Regions from separate parts of the Sus scrofa genome. Here region 2 is linked to region 1. Evidence: chromatin contacts called from public Hi-C data. All regions are on one chromosome and are shown on one strand. The core of a region is the stretch at or near the end of the contact, and the rest is flanking DNA. Distances in the headings are between cores, read along the strand shown.

Region 1 (6,550 bases), core at 1,947-4,446:
CTCATTAGGAAAGGAGGGAGCTGTGGTGGAAGGAGGCCTATTCAACCTCCTTAATGGCCAGGAAAACACGAGCAGCAAAGTGGGCAAGGCGTCAAGCACCCTCTGCCTGCCCACCAGCCCCCTGGCCTGCTCATCCCCAACGGCAGCATGGCGCACCATGCCTTACTGACATTTCTCAGCCTCAGCACCGGCCCCTCTGGGGTCCCATGTGGGAAGCCACGACCGGAGTGAGCAGCCCTGTTGGTGTCACTGATGAGGGCAGAAGTCTGCAGGCTGGGTATTTTTGTGAGTGTGTGTGTGCACATGTGTGTTCTCTATAGACCACTCCGGGCTCCTTATACCACACCCCCAGATGGGTGTTAAAATGACCGGGAAGAAATAGGACGGCAGTGGATAAAAGAGGTCCCCTGGAGTGGCTGACCACTCCCCTCTGTCCCCCAACCCTAATTCATCTCAGAAGAAATTAAGACAGGAGGGGGACTGGGCTGTGAGCTGGGGTGTGGTGAGACTTCTACCTGTTCGGAGGGAATGGGCTAGTTTTAGAATCTTCCTCAAAGGGACAAGAGCTCCACCCCACTCCAATTCACTGCCACTTAAGGGTCAAAAAGGTCAGCCTTAGGCTCACTTATTGTTTCTTTCGCCATAAAATAAATGATACCGTATATGTCCCAACTTGCTTCCAAACAATCCAGCGTCAGGATGCTAGAGATAAAATAAGAGTCCTATGATTTAATCATTGTGGAAGCTAGGCTATGTACGTGGAGGGTCCTTTCACTGTTTTTCTACCTTTGAGTACATCTGAAAACGTTTAGAAAAGGTAGAAAACAGGTACTAATTCATACACACTGATGTGCCCAGTCTGCTGTTTTCCAGAGATGTCAATCAGTTGCCAAATTTAATCAGCACTCTCTATTCGGTGACCTACGTGAATCTCCACTAGAGAAGGGCATCTTGTTAATTACAGAAAAATAAAAATGTAAGCAAATATGCTATAGCATTTTCTTTTTTTTTAGAGCCGCGCTTGCAGCATATGGAGGTTCCCAGGCTAGGGGGGGATCAGACCTGTGGCTGCCGGCCTACACCACAGCTACAGCAACGCCAGATCCTCAGGCCGCTGAGCGAGGCCAGGGATCAAACCCACGTCCTCACAGAGACATCATTGGGGCTTCACCTGCTAAACTGCAACAGGAACTCCTGTAGTAGTTTCTAAACCCCTGAAACTGCAGACCCCGGAAACTGCCCAAAGTAACACTTTCTCTAATTCAAAGAAATGAGCCACAGTGAACCCTCCTTACCTGTGTGATCCTGAATTGGCCCCGTCTTGCTGGTCAACACGCTCCATTTGAGCTGCACGTGACTGTCATGCTCCCAGTGACAGAAGGTCTTGTGAGAACCCCAGCCAAACTCACAGTTAAAACCATACGTTGGAAACTCTGCAGGTAGAAAGGAAAAATGGAGACAAGCAGAGGAAGACAGATTTAATGATTTAGGTCAGAAAGGCCCTTAATTTGTTTATGGAAAGCATGATTTATGTAACTTAATATCTGTTTAAATTCTGGGAAATCCAAAAATCCAACGTTACCAGGAAACTCAAAAGATGCATGGAGATGTCAAAAGGTTTGCAAAATCACATTTAGTAATTTTTTTTTTTTTTAAACCCAGCTCCCAAAAGATTATGGACTGCCTGTCAACTTGGGTTTTACATAAAACTTCCAGGAAGGTTCCCTTGCAAAGCTTGCCTGTGACATCTGCAGCATTCGCCCCGTTTCCACAATATTTAATATGAAAGATGGTCTGTTCTTGAGGATGAGTCATATAAACTGATATCCACCAACGAAAAGAATCTTAATTAGAGACTGACCCGTGAACCTCAAAAATCTAGAAACGTGACTTGGCTGAATATCTCACCCTGGAGGTTATCTGTATTCTCGCCACACCAGCATAGGCTCCAGGATTTTACTGTCAGATCACTGAAGCATTTCATGAGATTATTTTTTACTTCTGTGCTTTATATCAGGTCAATTAATTTCAAGTGTAAGTCTCTGCTTTTCAAGTGAATTTTCAGATTTGCATAGAAATTGTTCACTCCACTTAAAACCTCAATGCAAGGTCCAGTAAAGCCAGAGCATATTTGAATAGGTACCCATTTGTATTTTTTTTTTTAACCTTCTAAATGCTTCCTTTGGAATCTAAGAAGAAATTATGAATGGCTTCTCAGGAATGATTTGCCTTTTGTGTTCTACCTACAAGGTGCTATTTGATTGTGAGATTTTTATGCAACCTCTATAGCCTTATTTTTTACTGAACTCCCTTTTTGGGAAAGTAGCTTAATTTTTTAAGGATGGGGAAAATGAAGTCTTTGATGCTGGGAATTTTGGGGGGTAAACTTGAGCTAACAATGAAAATAATCCTAAAGATAAAATTCTCCGGCTCCTGTCGGTCCCACTCTTCCATCCATAAAATAAACACATGACAGTGGCTGTTTTCTCTAATGAGGGAGGGTCATGCTTTTCACTGAGTTCAGGCGTCCACGAGATGGCAGCATTGAAACGGGGACAAAGGTGCCCAGGGCAGCTTGCCAACTGATCTAAAGAATAAGTCTCCAAACAATCTCCCTGTACAGTAAGGGAAGTATGTATTATAAGCTGTATTAGCATCAGGTTGAGAAGCCTAACTCGTTTTGATCTTTTCTTTAACTTCGTCTAAGTGTTTAACACAAAGATCTTGCTTTCTTCTGGAGCCTGGGTTCCACTGCCCCTCCCCAACCCCGACAATGGCGGGGGAGGGGGGTTTCAATGGAAAGATGTATTGAACAGATAAGGATGATTTACTTTGCCTTCTCGGTTTCCGAGGAACTCTTTTCAAATGCTAATGTGAAACTTGGAAGGAAGGCGCACGATATGCATGATCAAAATCTAGCAGGATGGATTCTCCCTCCCAATGACAGTGTGACCCACCAAAGGGTTCACAAGGCCAGCTGGGGAAGGGAAACCCAGCAAAGCCACCTGATGTGCATAATGTGAGCATTTTCAGTTAGTGCAAAGGGCTGTATTTCACAGCAATAGTGTCACTGGAGAGATATACTCCATGTCTAGTCCATCATAACCGTAAAATAGGACTTTTGAAAGCGTGAGAAACCCTCTCCAAAATCTGCTCCCCTTCTGTGCAGCAAGACTGAATCCAGGAGATGAAGTGTGGTCAGCTGGACACTGAAGAATGGTTGAACTCTGGATGTCAACACCCATGGTCCCGGAATGTGGTGTTGTGTAATCTCATATTAGAGAATGTTAATATTGGAAAATGCGACTACGTGTGTGGTTTGGGGTTTGCTCCTTAAATGTCATTTATAGGACATGTACAAAGAGGAGGGCAGTGGGCCATTACGGCATACACATTTCTGGTTATATTGGCCTTGTCAATACATTGAATTTATTATATAATTTATAGAAAACCACACCATCCATGAGTTGGCTATTACTCTTCTGGTGATATCATAAAGTATGTGAACTTGGGTATTTTTGTAATGGCCAGGACAGAGGACAGCTTTGCCTGAAGGAGGAATTCAGGCATTTCTCCTGCTCCAGTGAATGGAAATCAGGCTTTACCTTCTACTGCTTCTTTCCAATCTATAAATTTAACATGATGATCTGCTCTAACTTTTTGTATTTCACCACTCGTTTATTTCCTTGTTCCAATCATATAATTTATGGCAATCTTGTTAAATTAAAATAATTTTTTTAAAAAATCAGTGTCTTTTGTGGAGACAGGGGTGGAGTCAGAGTAGCTCACAGCTGAAGATTCAAGCCTGGCTAAAAAGACTACTGAAAACTGAAAATACACACAAACATTTCTAGAAGGGGGGGGGGGAGATAGGCAGAGAAGAAAAGAGAAAAGAGCAATGAAATGAATATACAGGACTACGTGTGTGTGACCTTTCAATCTTCAAAAGAGTACCCAGGCCCTGTGGCTGCACAGTTCTCATTAAATTCATTGGGAATAATCTGGCTAAATCCCCTCTTGACTCTTAAAAATAGCAGGAAACAATATTCTGAACTTAAAACAAATTGATAGCTGCTGTGAGCCAGAACTGGCTGTGCCTGGTGGATCTAGCTTGCCTGCAATTAGATCATTAGCACTGTATATGCACAAGGATTTGATTTTCAAATCTGGTCTTTAGAACTTCTACGGAGTATGTGTGCTCGCTTACTCATAGGCTGGTCTTTCAGGGGGAATACGTGGAGGTGCCCAGGTCCATGTCACCAGAGGTCACACACGGACTCTGAACTATTCCATGGAATGTTTGAGGATCCTTGGAAGGCAAGAGGCTTCACCCACCAGGCAGAGCTTGATTTAAAATGCAGGGCTTCTCATCAGTTCCTGGCAGAGCATCAACAGACTTTTATGCATCTAAGTACAACCCAGACTGTATATGAATATTATATGCCCCCTATAATGTTATATATATACTACATGCCCCGTATATATAATATATTGAGAAGAATCCTCAATGTGAAATCTTCAGATTCTGATTGAGTCTCTAGTGGCTTCAGCAAGTCAGATGATGAGGACAATTTAGGGTCTGATTTGCTGCTGCTTGTCAAGGTGCCTGCAGGATAGGGGGGATCCAGGTATCAGCAGGTGGGTACTGTTCTCCACGGGGTGAACACCTCAGTCAGACCTGGCCTCTGACTCCACACACACTCAAGTCCTAAGCATTGGCTTAGCCAGGAGGTGACAGTGAACAGAACTCCTCAAAGAAGTCAGACAGTTCACTACTCACAAATGAAGACCTTGGGAACCAGATTCATGACTCGGGCAATGGAAAATAGGAAACCAAGCTGAGCTGGAAAGGGCTCTGGGGTGACTGTGAGCCAGACCACCCCTACTGGTAAGCCCTGTGGTTCTGCATCAGAGAATAACAAACCTGACTCCGTTTTGGATCTATCCCTTTAGCTCCAGCCCTTGTTGGTATGCTGCCTGTGCTTGGGCATGCTGGCTCTGCACCTTTTATAAAAGAATGCTGCCTATAGCCTGAAATTCACAGAACAGCCCATTCTCAAGGCTGACCTTGAAAGGTGTAACACATATAGTGAAAAAAAGGTGCAGATCAGAAAATAACAATGGTCTTGTTGGAGGTTTATAGGAATATTATGATCAGACTTATGTGGACGCTGCAAGAACAAAGGATTCCTGTACTAAGACGTTTGCAACCACCAGCTACATCCCTTTCCCTTTTGGTATAAAAGAAGTTTGAGTTCTAACTGGGAGAAACATGGTTCTTTGGACACTAGTCCACCGTCTCTGTCTGCTGGCTTTCTGAATAAAGTCACGATTCCTTGTCCCAACACTTTGCCTCTTGGTTTATTAGCCTGCCAAGGGATGAGCAGTATGAGCTTGGGCTCAGGATAGTTTGACACAAATTTGTTCAGATGGTAGTACCTCTGCCCTTGGACCACGGCTCCTCTGTGAAGCCCTTATGCCAGTGGCCTTGAACTCTTGCACAAGTCAAAAGTTCACAATGCTGTTCCTGCTCTTCCTGCTCGGATATTTCAGACCTCTGACACTGAGGGAGAGTTAGCCTGTTTGGGGATCTGATATACCTTTCCATTTTTGTCAAGGCTGTTGTACAAGCTAGCTGGCAACTTCCTAGTGGTTGTAATGAACTATTTGGCAAGAAGAAAAACTACAGCAAGAGCGAAAATATTTGTTACATTATTAGAACTTTGCTTGTTCACTTCACCCTTCTTCCCTGTGACAGAGGGTCAGAGAGAGGCTGCAGGCAGTTCCCCCCAGAAAACCAATCTGATGGGGCTGAGGGTGAAAAGGAAACCGGGAATTTCCAGGGGGAAAGACAGGAAGCAAGCAAGAGGCAGGTCCACCCAGGAGGCCTGGATGGTCAGCCAATCCCTGAAGGCCACGTTTTATAACCTGCAGAGATGTGGGCGGGGCCTCTGCATTGTCAGAATCGAGGCGCGCACACTATTTTCCTCTCTCACCTTCAGTATTTGGGCCTGTTTGAGCTGAGTGGTAGCAGGGATTCCGGCCACTCTGAGCACACCCCAGGGCAACCTGGGGTTAAGTTCCACCAAAGGGAGGTTTATTTTGCAGTTTAATCAGGTTGAGAGTGACAGCACCCTTTAAGGAAGGATGCTAATTAGAGCGGTCCTTTCTGCCTTCTGCTGGCTGGGGAGGGGCTGCTGTTGAGGAAACACTGATGTACACCACATGCCCCATTAATAAGTGACCATGGAGGCCAAGGTTGAGTGCACTTCGAGAGAGGAAGTGGGAGAAGCTGGTGAGCAGACCTGTTCACCTCAGTGCAACGATTAACTTTAAAGTATGTAAAACCTCTGTTTGCTTATACGGACTGTTTCCCTCGTGTGTGTCGGTGGGGAAGACTTTCAAAACATACTAACAAAATACAAGAGAGTGAGGGGGAGGCCCCCGTTCCCCTGTGGCCGGGCCCTGATCAACAGCAACCCGGGGGCTCTAAAAGGCATCACGGGGCTCTATGAATAAAAGGCTTCGGAGGTGCCCTTCCCGAAGATGC
Region 2 (6,550 bases), core at 2,372-4,871, 140 kb after region 1:
TTGTGTGTGTGTGTGTATTTTCCAAGCATATCTTCTGGAACACTGCTTGGTAGCTGTTGGGGGAAATCTATTGCTTCAATCGGAAATCTCCTAAAAGCATATTAGAGATTAACTTCCACCCTAAAGATGTGATTTGGCCTGAACCCCTCCACTCATGGTCTCTTATTAAAACAACACACTACCGTAAGTGGCTAAGTGGCGGAGGGTCTTTCCTTCTAATTACTCTGATTGAAATCTAAGCCAGACAAAAGTAAATATTTGATAATTAGTTAATAATAATTGCAGAAGACTCCCTGTAAAGATAATGCCATCCCCTTCCTCCACCAACGTTACAGTGGAAGTCAAACATGCCTACAACCAGATCCCATTTTTAAACACATTATTTAGATTATGGGATACTGTTTATAACCCAGCACGGTCTTCCATTTACTTAACAGTGAGTGGTTTTAAAAGCTAAGTGGAAGCTGCAACTAGGTTAGGGATTTTCAGATATCCTGGTGCCTAGCACTGTATATATCGGATTCCTTTATTGACACGCTGTAACTTTCATTCATACTCCAGATGGATCGCGGCCGATTTGCAAAAGCGGAGGAGGGAGTTCCATCCACCAGCAAACCGCTCTCTCCTGCAGGCACCCACTAGAGGAAACAGTTCGGAGGAGCTGCCAGAGAACCAGGAAGTTCTCCCGGTAAAGTGTTCGTTCATTAACTTTCAACAGCCATCAGATTTTTGAAAGGGAGTCTCATCTAATTGCCTTTGGGAGGAAACATTATTAAGATAATTGGTGTGCTGATATGGCAAGGTAGGCAGTTCTGCCGTGTAGCAGAGGTAGGAAAAGCCCCGCAGCCAAACAACCAACTTCAGGAGGGAGCCCGAGCACTTGCAATCTCCCTGCCCTCCACCGACAGACCTTATTTCTTTATTCTTTCCGCCTGGATAAAAGTTTCCTTCGCGCGGGAAGCCGCTCTTCCCGGTGGATCCAGGCAGCTCGGCGCGGGTCCGGCGGCCGGACGCAGGCAGCCGGAGCCGGGCTCACCCCCGCGGCCGCGCGCCTCCGCCTGTCACTTACCGTTGCGAAGAGCGCCGGCCGCGCCGAGGGCCAGGGCGAGCGCGGCGCACAGGAGCGGCAGCCCCCTCTCCATCCTCCCTTCGCCGGGTCCTCGGGCAGGCGCGGGAGAACCGAACGTGCGGGGAAAACAGAGCGCCGGGGCGATCTCCACAATCCGGAGCGTTTCCACTCCGCCCAGAGCTGTAAAATCCTCAGTCCGTCTTGGAGAAAGGAAAGCGGCGAGGCACTGCCTTGATCCGAGAGAAACGCTCCTCTTTTTGTGTCTCAAGTCGCCTGCATCCTGTCATTTAGCTCCGGTTTCCTCTCTCTTTTCCCACACTTGTTCCTCTTCCAGGAGTCACTGCCCGGGCCATGTCTCAAAAAAAAGGGGGGAGTGGGAGGGGGGAAGAGGGAGGTAGGGAAACACACACCAACGCCAATTTCCAGAAAGAAGAGAGAAAAAAAATCCGGCTTGTTTCTGGACCCGTTGGGGCCGAGGAGCTGGCGCCCAGGGGAGGTCCGGGGTGTCTGCACGGAGGAGAGGAGCAAGCAATGAAAAGATGAGCGGGAGACGGAGGAGTTTCACCAACTGCACCCCCGCCTCCCCCACCTCCTCCGCCCCCTCCCCTTCTGGAGCCCTTCCCTCCCTTCCTCCCGCCCCTCTCCCCGCACGGGCTCGCCAGCAATTGCCTGACAGGAGACCCGGAGGAACAAGTTTCCCTCCGTGTGCGTTCCCCATCCGTCTGTCCGTCTCTCCGCAGGCCCTGCAGGGCTCTCCCCGGTGAAGGGAGACGCCGGGGGATCTGCCCAGGGCGGGAGAGCGGGTGTGTTTGGGAGGGGGCTTCGAGGTCTTGGCAGCGCCAGGGTCGGGCTAGCCCACCTCGGCGTGATCGCTCGGGCTCCAGGGGAGAGCTGAGCAGCTCGCCCAGGATCTCGGGCTCTGCCGCCGAGGCAGGCGGCGCGCCCGGGAGGTGGTGGCGGCTTCTCCCAACTCCGAACCCCCGGGAGGCGCTCGCGGCGGCGGGGTCGTGACCTGGGGCAGGAGCAGCAGGGCGCCCCGGGCTCTGTGGGCGAGTCCCTAAGGGGCTGGGGAAACCTCGGCTGGGGTGGGGGACGCACCCCGTGTTGCTGCCACGTAGAGCCGAGTCAGAAGACTCGCGCGGGAGAGGCTGGGCTGCAGAACCACCCGGCTTCCCTACTGGGTATCGGGGCGCGCGGCTGGGCGCCTGGCGTGCCCGGGTGCCCGTCGCGCGCCGCGGGCTCCATTGTTACCCGAGATACAGTGCCCTCTCCTCCGGGGCAGAGGGGACGCCACAGGGTAGGAGGCAATGCGCCTTCCAGCTAGGGGGCAGTCGTCGCCTGACCCCGCCCAGCCTTCTGACTGAGAACCCAGGTGCTCCGGGTTTGGAAATTAGGGGTCCGGTGGCCGCGGTTTGTGTGCATCCCGGACCAGCGAGAACGGGGGCGGGAGTTGCTCTTGGCAGGACTCTCACGGCGCCCGCTCGGGCCACAGGCCATTGTCACGCCGGCCCTCCAGCTCCTGCCCACCCCCGCCTCCTAAGGCGGCGCGTCCTCACTGTGGGTTGGATGCCCCCCAGTTCCATCCCCGAGGACTTTCCGGGAACTGCTGCAGAAAGCCTCTGCGGATATGAATAGCAAGGACATCTCAGGGAACAAACAGGTTTTGGCCGCAGATCAGGCCCTTGAGAGGGGTAGATGCCCGCGGAGGAGTTCGCAGGGAAGGTGAAAAGGTCAGACACCTTCTGGAAACCGCGCTTCTGTGCACACCCCAAAGCAGAGCCCTATTCCTACCTGGCGCAAAGAGCTGGCAAAAAAAAAAAAAAAAAAAAAAAAAAAAGATTTAGGAATGTTGGCAAGGAGACCCTGGTCAAAGGTTTTGGCGGAAGAACTGGGGGCGGGAAGGGAGAGAGGCAGCCCAGGGCGCGCGGGCCCCAAGCTAGGGCTCGGCGGTGGCGGTCGCGGCTGGACGCCCGTGACGCGCGCTGGTTGGGGCGCAGGCGGGCCCTTGGCCGCGCGGAGCTGCACCCCGGGTTCGCCGCCTGCGCCCGGGGAAGTCCCCGCCTCCAAGTTGGAGACCAGCCCCCTGGGTGCTGCGAGTCGCCCTCCCTCTCGAGCGCCTTTTCGCCCTCACCGGTTTCCTCCTGCTCTGCTCTGAGACCCCCACGCCGGGTGGGAAGGTGGCTGAACTAGGCCGGGAGTCCAACGCCGGGGTGGAGCGGAAGGGGCAGTGGCGGGGCGAGAGGGGGCGCCAGTCGCGCCTTGCGCAGACCCGGGGGAGCCGGCGCCGCGGAGGGAAGCCCAGGCGCTTGGCGACCGCGGGCGCGCGACGCCTCCCCCCAGCCTTCCTCTCAGTTCCCGGAGCACCCCCGCCAGTCCCAGTGCCCGGCTGCTCGGGACGAGCGGCGTCATCAGATTTGGCGCGACCCCGGGCGACCTCAGCCCAAGGCTCGGAGGGAGAGGCGCCTCTCCGAACCTGGCGGGTCGACAGAGAAGAGGAAAGCCGGCGGCACAGCTCGGGGGCGTCCTGGAGTCACGGACGCCCACCCCCTTCCTAGTGGGAACTACGCGGCCACGCGCGCACCGGGGACCGGTTTTGACCCGTCGCTGCCTCCGCGGGGTGAGCGAGGGGGCATAGGCGAAGACTTGAGCTGTGTTGTTTTTAGAAAACTGCCGCCAATCTCTCTTCCCCTTTCCCTGCTGAGTGTGCATTTCCCAGCCTGTACCCACCAGGCTGACAAAGTCACCAGACCTTGCACTCAGGGAGGCACTACCCCCGCTCGGCAACCTCGCCCTCGCCGCCTTCCCGCGCCCTCCCGCCTTTCCCAGGGATAGGCTCCTCCCTCGGGCCCAGGCGCAGAAAACCCTTGTCTCTTTTCTTGCTCACTCGTTGAGCATTTTGCCAGCCTTTCTCCAACCAACTAACAAGACACGCAGTATGTACTCTGGGGGAAATATCGTATTTAAGTTATGCCTCTGATTTTTCTGGTCTTAGCTGATCTGAGGCTTTTCTCGACTCCGGAGTTTACACACGTAGTGCTGGGTAATGGGAGCCCTACCGCACTGATTGATAATTGCCTGCTAGTGGGTTGGTACGGAGCAAATTGTCCTTGCTAACAACCTCTTTCCTCTGCTGCTGGATCCCACTAAGTGCCGAAAAGGGTCAGTTTTAGATTTCTGCAGTTTCCCGGCAAGGGAGACAGACCGACCTATATGTGAGGGTAAGTTATAGACAGAGGAAGAATTTGGCAGTCTTCCTAGGTTGATTTGATTTTGGTCTCCTGAGCACATCACTCTTCCCACCATCACAAATCCCAGACCAGGTGGGACCCTGTTCCACTAAAGGGCAGATGGATCACCATACTTCCCAGATGCCAGGCAGAGGCCTCGGATGGGCGATGCCCTGCTCCGTGGACTCCCAGGAAGGGGTTATTACATGAAGAAAGCCTGAGCTGGGCTGGGACCTAGGCCCATCATTAAGAACAGACTGGGTGGTAAATGTATGGTTTCTTTCATCAAGCCCTCATCAATTTGTCAGAAATAAGGTGAGATCCACTGCTCCCAGAAGGCTGTTTGAGCCACTAACTTCCTCAAAGTATTTCAGGTTGGTGCATATGGAGATGCAGGTTGGTATTTCAGAACTATATCAAATCTTAGTCAAGTTTTTTTTTAAAGCATCAAATCCACATATTTCAGCATATTTTTAGTAGGAGCTAACCTACATCTGAAATGTAAAAAATGAAAGAAGTGAAACAGAAAAGATTAAAAATTGGAATTTAGGTTAATTTCCCATTATTCAAAAGATTTTGGTTAAAAATGGCACTTCTGTTAAATGACTCTATTGTTCAAGGGGTGTCTTGGACCTCATGTAGAGCTGTCTCCTTTATTTGGACTGGCAGAGGAAAGAAGAAAATGAACAAATAAACTTTTACTTTCTGATCCTTCATTTTGGGCCTTTTAAAAGGTACCTTGAAAATTCTTCAAATGTTGGAGAAAAGACAGTCATCTAAAAATTAAAACAAAGTTACAATGTAAACTTTCTGGAATGCAGAACATTTGTTTGATAACAAGATGTAGGAAGACAATGCTAAATTTTGACATATGTGAATAGATTCAAAAGATTTGTTGGTATTAGACATTAGGGCCAGAACTTGAAAAATATTATTTGTCTGAAAGAATAATCATAGATTATTCTGCGTTGTTGAATTATTTTTTCATTATAAAAATTAAAATAATAATAACCAGTAGAAACACTTATCAAAGCAATAACAACATCATTAGAACATATTCACCTTTCGAAAGGACTATTTTTAAGTAGGACAGTCAGTAAAGTATAATTTGAGCAATCAAATATGGAAAGACTATCTCAAAGTTTAGTCATAGGGAACTAAAATGCTAAAGAATTTTTTAACTCAGTAAAAAATTATTTAAAAACTACCAAAAAAAAATCCTACAGTTAAAAATTGTTGCTGGAGTGTTCCCGTTATGGCTCAGTGGGTTAAGAACCCAATGTAGTGTCTGTGAGAATGGAGGTTCGATCCCTGGCCTTGTTCAGTGGGTTAACGATCTGGTGTTGCTGCAAGCTGCAGCATTCGTTGAAGATGTGGCTCGGACCTGGTGTTGCTGTGGTGTGGCATAGGCCTGCAGCTGCAGCTCCTATTCAGCCCCCAGCCTGGGTGCTTCCTTTATACCACAGGTGTGGCCTTAAAATGAAAGGAAAAAAAAAAAAAAAAAGGAATTGTTGAATTTATCGTAACAGAACTTCATTTCACATTGTATTCTTATTTCATTATTCTGCCTCTTATATGGGAATGGGTTATGAGTGGAGCAAGGGAAGGAGTGAAGAGACTATTTAGGAAGTAACTAAAGCATGGACAAGGATCAGGCAGCGGAGATTGGAAAGGTTGTATTCCTGATTTATTTAAAGATATAATGATAGGACAGATGATGAGATGGATAGTCCAGTGAGGGAGAGGATCTTGTCAAGGATGACTCCTACGATCCTAGCTTCCATTATTAAATGGGCATGCGCGACAGCCGTCTTATAGGCATCAACACTAGACTGGAGTGGAAGAAATATCATGAGTTCATTTTGGTCCAGGTTCGATTTTTAGTTTCTTTGAGATCATCGAATGAGTCGGGAATACAGAGGGGTTATTTAGATTGGATGTATTTGCATATATATCTGTGTGCCCCTGATATAATAGCAATAATAGTAATGGAAGTGGAAGGAATGGATGCTCTTGCTGAGGGAGTTGGAAAAGGGGCCAACAGAATGCTGAGGAGCATTTAAAGGCTGGATGTCAGGATGAGCCAACAGAAGATTTTGAGAAAGGGCCGCTGGAGAGGTAGGAGGAAAACCAATAGAACATACTGGCGTAAACATCAAGTGGAAAGGGGATTTCTAAAAGGAAGTGGCAAAGAAGGAGTTAAATACTGTCGAGGGTTCTGGTTGGGTGGGGACTAAATACAACTGGATACAGT

Evidence for each region. A called contact is a pair of places that touch in the nucleus more often than the background predicts.
Region 2: a contact with region 1 is called in a Hi-C map of liver, with 2.5 times the contacts expected there. The contact joins the promoter of NRP1 here to the enhancer-like site in region 1. A contact is called at or near these places in 1 of 5 promoter capture datasets (liver), 20 of 47 Hi-C or Micro-C datasets (alveolar macrophages, blood, brain and 12 more) and 2 of 2 datasets of contacts at active chromatin or transcription factors (alveolar macrophages and skeletal muscle).

Annotation. Positions count from the first base shown.
Region 1 is chr10:56,292,610-56,299,159 of Sscrofa11.1, forward strand. It overlaps NRP1 (neuropilin-1), which reads right to left. Exons shown (of 18, transcript XM_021064971.1): 14 at 1,296-1,433. Among named protein-coding and RNA genes, the nearest start is that of NRP1, 130 kb to the right of the region's middle. Within about 2 kb of position 3,197, at least 4 of the 83 cell types and tissues checked have an H3K27ac peak or open chromatin away from gene starts, as enhancers often do. A contact at or near this core is called in fetal liver and liver, where this site is marked.
Region 2 is chr10:56,427,211-56,433,760 of Sscrofa11.1, forward strand. NRP1 (neuropilin-1) reads right to left here and starts at 3,622. Exons shown (of 18, transcript XM_021064971.1): 1 at 3,201-3,622; 2 at 1,070-1,576. The coding sequence starts at 1,142.